Regions from separate parts of the Rattus norvegicus genome. Here region 1 is linked to region 2. The links are chromatin contacts, called in public Hi-C maps. All regions are on one chromosome and are shown on one strand. Each heading gives the region's core, a stretch centred on a gene start, on an enhancer-like site or on the middle of the called end of the contact. The rest is flanking DNA. Distances are from core to core; before and after follow the strand shown. Region 1 overlaps Diaph1 (diaphanous-related formin 1). Region 2 holds the start of Pcdhgc3 (protocadherin gamma subfamily C, 3).

Evidence for each region. Hi-C and Micro-C count contacts between places; a contact is called where the count stands out from the background.
Region 1: a Hi-C map of prefrontal cortex shows a contact between it and region 2, with 4 times the contacts expected there. The contact joins the enhancer-like site here to the promoter of Pcdhgc3 in region 2. A contact is called at or near these places in 6 of 12 Hi-C or Micro-C datasets (Schwann cells, frontal cortex, kidney and 3 more) and 1 of 1 datasets of contacts at active chromatin or transcription factors (oligodendrocytes).

What each region holds. Positions count from the first base shown.
Region 1 is chr18:29,927,597-29,931,524 of GRCr8, forward strand. Diaph1 (diaphanous-related formin 1) reads right to left here. Exons shown (of 28, transcript NM_001107393.3): 25 at 3,388-3,552; 26 at 3,149-3,284; 27 at 1,035-1,121. Among named protein-coding and RNA genes, the nearest start is that of Pcdhgc5, 31 kb to the left of the region's middle. Within about 2 kb of position 2,560, at least 16 of the 93 cell types and tissues checked have an H3K27ac peak or open chromatin away from gene starts, as enhancers often do. A contact at or near this core is called in prefrontal cortex, where this site is marked.
Region 2 is chr18:29,882,768-29,886,338 of GRCr8, forward strand. It overlaps Pcdhgc3 (protocadherin gamma subfamily C, 3), which reads left to right and starts at 1,478. Exons shown (of 4, transcript NM_053943.1): 1 at 1,478-3,571. The coding sequence starts at 1,535. All of the region lies in intron 1 of Pcdhga1 (protocadherin gamma subfamily A, 1), which reads left to right. The region is part of intron 1 of Pcdhga2 (protocadherin gamma subfamily A, 2); the gene reads left to right. The region is part of intron 1 of Pcdhga3 (protocadherin gamma subfamily A, 3); the gene reads left to right. It also overlaps Pcdhga5, Pcdhga7, Pcdhga8, Pcdhga9, Pcdhga10 and Pcdhgb7, and 3 more genes.

The DNA.
Region 1 (3,928 bases), core at 1,310-3,809, 46 kb after region 2:
TTGTTTCCAACTTCTTTTAATTTCATTATTTCCTAAAAGTTCCCTTCCATTGTCTTTCTAACTGGGAGACAGTACACTAACTCATATGGTCTACGGAATGGGGAGCTCTGATAAAATCCTTTTTTCTCTACCAGCACATCTGGTTCTTCACTAGGAAGGCAGTGGAGACAGGGGCATCCCCCAGCAGCTTGCACAGGAAGCATCTGGGTCTCCACAATTCCTCAGGAAGAGACTTAACAGGGAATTCCCCACCTAAGGCTGAAAGCAGACTGGGCTTAGTCAAGGGGGTCAGGGAAGACAGAACAGTGAGATGCATGGTACTTCTGCTAGGTAGGAAACAGTGCTGTGAGAACCAGGAGTCCCATTAGCTGTGCTTGCCATCCCAGGCCTATCTGTAAAACTGATACCCACCTTCTCCTCCCTTTGAGATCCTGTACTCAGAAACTGCCATGTAGTGGATGGTTCTGTAACCAGGGATGTTTGCTTGCTTGTTTGTTTGTTTAAGAAAGGGCTTAGAGCATATCCAAGGAAGCTCTTGGAAGGGAATTTTCTTGAGTATTTGGAGTGTAGGTAGAACGAGGTAACCAGTTATTACAGGAGAATCACTGTGCACCATTTGGGCCAGGAAACTGAGTTTATACAGCCTTGTATAATCTGCACCTTTTGCTAGGGTCCTCATTCCAGTATGTCAGGCACTAAAGGCTCCAGCTATCTTCTCTTCAGCAGTTTCCAAGTCAAGCTAGTATCTAATGTGTCTACAGAGCCTCTGCCAGGCTTTAACTGCCATAATGATGCTTCTCTGTAGAGGTTACTCTTTGTTAGAAAGAAGCCCTCATGTCTAGGCCTCCAAAGGGTCCTGGTGAGGACTTCTAATGTGAGAGAGAGGCCTAGACAGCCCAGGGCAAGGAAATGGGAAATTCTAAATCTGGAGCTTCACTTTCTTCTTGGGCCCTCCACTAGCATGACCAGGAGCAGAGACCCTGGTCAATCCCCACCCCAATGCCCAACTAATTGGGCTCCATTTGTTTACTTACCCTGCCGGGGCCCTCTCTTCCGTCGGAATGCTGCTCCTGACTGCAGAGCTTCTAGAAGACTGTCCATCACACCTGTCTCATCCCCCTCTGTGATGAACAAAGACAGAGGCATACATTTTTCTGCCAGGCCAGCAGGGTAAATGTCAAAGTACACATGAGATGCATGGCTGCTACGTGGCTTTCCCCACCCCTTGCACACTAACTGAGAGACCATAAGAGACACAAAAGGGTCACCCTTTCAAGCCTCAGACCCATGCTTACTTTCCCTGTGTCGGTTTATAAACTGCCTTAAGACAGTCACTGCCTGTCAGTGTGAATCCTGAGGGACTGTTGCAATGTCATCCTACCCACACTAATCAGGACCAGCACACAGACTCTTTTTTTTTTTTTTAAATATTTTATTTATTTATTATATATTATGGTTACACTGTCGCTATCTTCAGACACACCAGAAGAGGGCATCAGACTCATTTCAGATGGTTGTGAGCCATCATGTGGTTGCTGGGATTTGAACTCAGGACCTTGGGAAGAGCAGTCGGTGCTCTTAACCACTGAGCCATCTCTCCAGCCCCAGCACACAGACTCTTAACACTAACTCTAAGACCTGAGCAGGCAGAGGCCATGCTTATGAATCAAAAGGCAGCTATGCCAGGCAAAGCTACCATGTCTGTAACCCCAGGAGAGGCAGGAAGATGTGGAGTTTGAAGCTAGCCTGGGCTAAGTAGGAAGAATTATGTGTATATGTGTGTGTGGGGGGGGTTGTGGGGGTTAGCAACTATTATAATTATTATCAATCTCAGTGTTTCACTCCAGTCCACATCAACGACTGAGGGCCTGGTCTTCAGGAGGGCTAAGGAAGAGAACCCACTGGTCAAGACTGAATTTCGTGTTACTACTGCTTCCAGTGGTTGCATCTTCCTGAACATAACTCTGCACATGACAAGCTGAAAGCAGCCTGGCTGGAATGCAAAGAGTTAAGGTAGAATCCCAGTTCTAGCCAGGCTCAGTTTCCATGGTAACAGCTCAGGATAGTGAAATCTGAAACTGAAATCCCAAGGAGCTGGTTGGCTACTAGCTGAAGACTAGGGTTCATTACTGCCAGCGCCATCTGCTGTCTGCACATCACCAGTGCAGCTGACCTACATTCAATTTCATTTGCTTGACCCAGGCACTTAGAATAGGGTAAGGTCCACTACGCCATCTGCTGGCTGGGTTATAGCCCTTATCCCAAATGTCCTTTGGACTCCACCTTGCTCCCATTACTTCTTAGACAATATAGAAAGGGTAAAGCCCTGGAGGCCCAGGGAGAACAGTGAGGAAATGATGAACACTTGGTATAAATTTTAACAGTTTTATGGGAACAAAGTTGATGGCTTAAATACAACTGAGACAAAGGCAAGAAACTACTCTCAAGGACTCTGGGAGCAAACCATGTTGGTCTTTACTGTTTCTGCTCAGCAAATTTTTAAGACTTGACAGATTCAAGAACTCCTCACTTTCAGGGGCTTATGGGCCTTACAGATCAGCTCAGGGCCATGTGCAATGTATGCTGCATTTACTGTATTTCCGCTGCCCAAAGGAGCAGTGGGGGCGGGGAATCCTCAGCAGGAAAGAAGCAGAGACAGGAAACAGAGGGCCAGTAATTGAGACCATATGCTCAAACAAAGACATGTTTCTGCTGGAGAAAGAGTGGCCAGCTTTTCACCCCCTTCTAGGAAAGTTCAATCCATTTATGATCTCAGACATGCACACAACATTCTATGAGGTAATAGGAATAGGAATTGGTGAAATAAGAGGAGAGGAGAGCTACTACAAGACGGAGGAGTCAGAGAAACATTTTGGAAACCCCAAATATTTAGCAGGAATGAGGACAGGTCAGGGAACGTTTTTTGACAGGTAGAAGAGTTAAGTGTGGCAGCAATTCCCAAATCACAAGGGTGGTAAGATATAATCCAAGAACCAGCAAAGGAGAGGAAAAGGAAAACATGTTAAAATCCAGCATCCGGAGCTTGGAGGCAGAAGGCTGCCAAAAGCCATTTGCCAAGAGCTCCGTTTAGACCCGAATACCCTGTGTTCCAGACAGAGAACCTTCCAGTGCCCTTTCCACTACTCACCTGCATTCATGTCTATGAGCTGCTCTCGCTTCTGCTGCTTCTCCAGTCGCTCTTTTTCCGCCTTTTCCTTGGCTAGTTTTGCTCTCCTCATCTTTTCTTCTGTTTCCCGGCGCTTCTGGTTCTCCTTGACTGCTTGCTGGAGAAGGGGAGGGAGACCAGATGGAGGATATGTGGAAACATGTAAATCCACCAGGAAACATTAGGAACCCCATGAAAAATAGCAGTTCATGCTTGCTCACCAAAAACATATTCCTAAAGTTGTGCAGATCCATAAAAAATTCTTCTACAGACAACTTCTTAGGGTCAAAGACGAAGTAGTCGCCTAGCTCCTTATAGAGAGTCTCCATGTTGGAGTGCATCATCCGTAGCTTGTTATACTGTTCCTGTGCATCCTTCACAAAGCTGTGCAGCCAGGAGTAAAGGAGCAAGACCAAGAAGCCGACCCACGATGGGGGTGGTGATGGCACACACCTTTAATCCCAGCAGAGGCAGATGGATCGCTGAGTGCTCGAGGCCAGTGTGGTTAACAGAGAGAGCTCCAGGACAGCCAGAGCTACACAGAGAAACCCTGTCTTGAAAAACCAACCAACCAACCAACCAACAAAACAAACAAAAAAACCAAGTAACAACAACAACAACCAAAAAGAAACAGACCCAGGTCAGAAACAAAAACAAAAGTAACAGGCCTAGGTTGGAGAACCATTCAAAGATGCACCATACACCTACACAGGGTGCACCATATAGTCCTGTTCATGACAGAACAGAAGTGCCGTAAGTACT
Region 2 (3,571 bases), core at 228-2,727:
TCATCGCATCAGAAAACAAACCCCTTGTCTGGGTGTCTCACTCACTGCATGTGATTAAGATTTAGTTACAGGTCAGAAAGGACAAGGCATTTATTTAGAAAGAATGTGAGGTTCCTAACACTGCACATCTAGCCCCTAACGGATTGCTTTCCATCATTAATTGAGGCTTACTTTGTTCCAAGCACTTTCCCCTGCTCAGGAACAGGATGGGATTCTAGAAGGCCTTGGGTTATTTTCTTGTCCAAAACATACAGCCAAACTCAGCCTCTTTTCATAGCTAACCCATGCTCCTTATTCTAACCATTGCTTTGGGGGTTGGGTAAGTGTCTACAATTCTAAATGAAAAACTTTTTATTCTGTGACTAAAGCTTTGTATTTCTCTGGTGAATCTATAGAGTGTTGCTACCATCACTTTATGGAAAGTCCTGGGTACCATATGGCCTCCCTTTCCTCTCTCTCTCTCTCTCTCTCTCTCTCTCTCTCTCTCTCGCGCGCGCGCGCGCGCGCGCGCGCGCGCTCAGAGATTTCTTTATTAGCAATGCAACATGAACTCAGAACCTTTGGAAAATGATTAATTCCAGAACAGTGTTTGAGAGATCATGTTTTAACCAATTGAGATTACACAATTGGGGAGAAAGGGGTAGGGAAATTTCTCATTGCCTTTTGATCCTTAAAAAAAAAAATCCTTAAAAACGACTGCATTCAGTTTGAACGGAAATAATTTCTTAACTTTATTTTTAAAATCGCAAGACAAAACTAAGACAAACGGATAGTAGTACTCTTGATTTGCTCTACTAAGAATGCAATGAATTCTACCCTCCGTTTGGAAAAAGATAAAACTGTGGGTTTGGGGTGGGAGCAGGGGTGTAGGCTGGAAAGTAAAGCCTCACACGCGCCAAGTCAGAATCTACCTGTAAGCTATCCATATCTCACGGCCCATAAGTGATAATATTAATCTCCCCAGAAATACTCATTCCACCTTCCAAGCAGAGTCCGCTGCTTCCTCTGCCCTCCAACAGACCCAATTTGCTGTCGTTTTGCTAGTCGATGCTGCGTCGTAGTCGGCTTGGATCATTCCCCTTTCTTGTGATCAAAGACAATGATTAAAGTGTTTAATGGGCCTGGTTGGGGTGGGAGGTGGACAGATCCGCCCGCAGATGGGTCTCCTCCCCCTGGCGCTGGCAGAGCGCTGGACAGGAAACTCTGGAAAGCAGCCAGAGGAAAGTGAAGTTCCTGGCGCGAGCGCGTGTCCTGCTCAAAGAACCCGGCGCTAGCGCATTCTTCGTGCAGTTATTGGCTGGGACTCTGTGTGCCGCTGTCGGCCAATGAAGACGCTGGAGATCTGGCCCGGGCCCGTCCCCTTTCGGCGCCCCGGGATGAGGCAGAGACTGAACAGCGGGCGAACAAATCAGCGGCGCCCAGAAAGCCATGTCGGACTCGGCGCCCAGCGCCCAAGCGCTAACCCGCTGAAAGTTTCTCTGCCAAACCTCCGGGACCACCTGGACCCCGCCAAGAGGAGCTGCTTTTGAGTGAGATGGTCGCAGAGGCCCGGAGCAGCGGACTGGTAAGCCCCGGGAGAACGGTGGGAGTTTTGCTTCTGCTAGCTGCCTTGACCGAGGCTTCCACCATCATTCACTATGAGATCCTGGAGGAGAGAGAGAAGGGGTTTCCCGTGGGTAACGTGGTCACGGATCTTGGTTTGGATCTCGGCAGTCTGTCGGCCCGCAGGCTCCGGGTGGTGTCCGGAGCTAGCCGTAGGTTCTTTGAGGTGAACTGGGAGACTGGAGAGATGTTCGTCAACGATCGACTGGACCGAGAGGAGCTGTGTGGGACGCTGCCCTCCTGCACTGTAACTCTGGAGTTGGTGGTAGAGAACCCGCTGGAGCTGTTCAGCGCGGAAGTGGTGGTCCAGGACATCAACGACAACAATCCCTCTTTCCCCACCGCGGAAATGAAATTGGAGATTAGCGAGGCCATGGCGCCGGGGACGCGCTTTCCGCTCGAGAGCGCGCACGATCCCGATGTGGGAAGCAACTCTTTACAAACCTATGAGCTGAGCCACAACGAGTACTTTGCGCTCCGCGTGCAGACTCGAGAGGACGGCACGAAATACGCGGAGCTGGTCCTGGAGCGCGCCCTAGATTGGGAACGGGAGCCAAGTGTCCAGTTGGTACTGACCGCACTTGATGGAGGAACCCCAGCTCGCTCCGCCACCCTTCCAATTCGTATCACAGTGCTGGACGCGAATGACAATGCTCCTGCCTTCAATCAGTCTTTGTATAGGGCGCGCGTCCGGGAGGATGCACCCCCAGGCACGCGCGTCGCCCAGGTTCGTGCAACTGACCTGGATGAGGGCCTCAATGGAGAAATCGTTTACTCCTTCGGCAGCCACAATCGTGCTGGGGTGCGGGAACTATTCGCTTTAGACCTCGTAACCGGGGTGCTGACAATCAAGGGTCGCCTGGACTTTGAAGACACCAAACTCCATGAGATTTACATCCAGGCCAAAGACAAAGGTGCCAATCCGGAAGGAGCGCATTGCAAAGTACTGGTAGAGGTTGTGGACGTTAATGACAATGCCCCGGAGATCACAGTCACCTCTGTATACAGCCCAGTCCCTGAGGATGCTCCTCTGGGGACTGTCATTGCTTTGCTCAGTGTGACTGATCTGGATGCTGGAGAGAACGGGCAGGTGACCTGCGAGGTTCCCCCGGGTCTCCCCTTCAGCCTGACTTCTTCCCTCAAGAATTACTTCACTTTGAAAACCAGTGCAGCCCTGGATCGTGAGACCGTGCCCGAATACAATCTCAGTATCACAGCTCGAGACTCGGGAACTCCCTCTCTCTCAGCTCTTACAACAGTCAGGGTCCAAGTGTCCGATATCAACGACAATCCTCCTCAGTCATCCCAATCCTCCTACGATGTGTATGTGGAGGAAAATAACCTACCCGGAGTTCCTATATTAAACCTAAGTGTCTGGGACCCCGACGCCCCGCCCAATGCCCGCCTTTCTTTCTTTCTCTTGGAACCCGGAGCGGAAACTGGTCTCGTAGGTCGCTATTTCACAATAAATCGTGACAATGGAATCTTGACAACCTTAGTACCCCTGGACTATGAGGATCAGAGAGAGTTCCAGCTAACCGCTCATATAAACGACGGAGGTACCCCGGTTTTGGCCACCAACATCAGCGTGAACATATTTGTTACTGACCGCAATGACAACGCCCCCCAGGTCCTGTATCCCCGGCCTGGCCAGAGTTCAGTGGAGGTGCTGCCTCGAGGTACAGCGGCGGGCCACGTGGTCTCACGGGTGGTAGGCTGGGACGCAGATGCAGGGCACAATGCCTGGCTCTCCTACAGCCTCATGGGAGCCCCCAACCAGAGCCTTTTTGCCGTGGGGCTTCACACGGGTCAGATCAGCACTGCCCGCCCAATCCAGGACACAGATTCACCAAGACAGATTCTCACAGTCTTGATCTCAGACAATGGAGAACCATTGCTCTCCACCACCGCCACCCTGACTGTGTCAGTAACTGAGGAGTCTCCGGAAGCCCGGGCCGAGTTCCCTTCT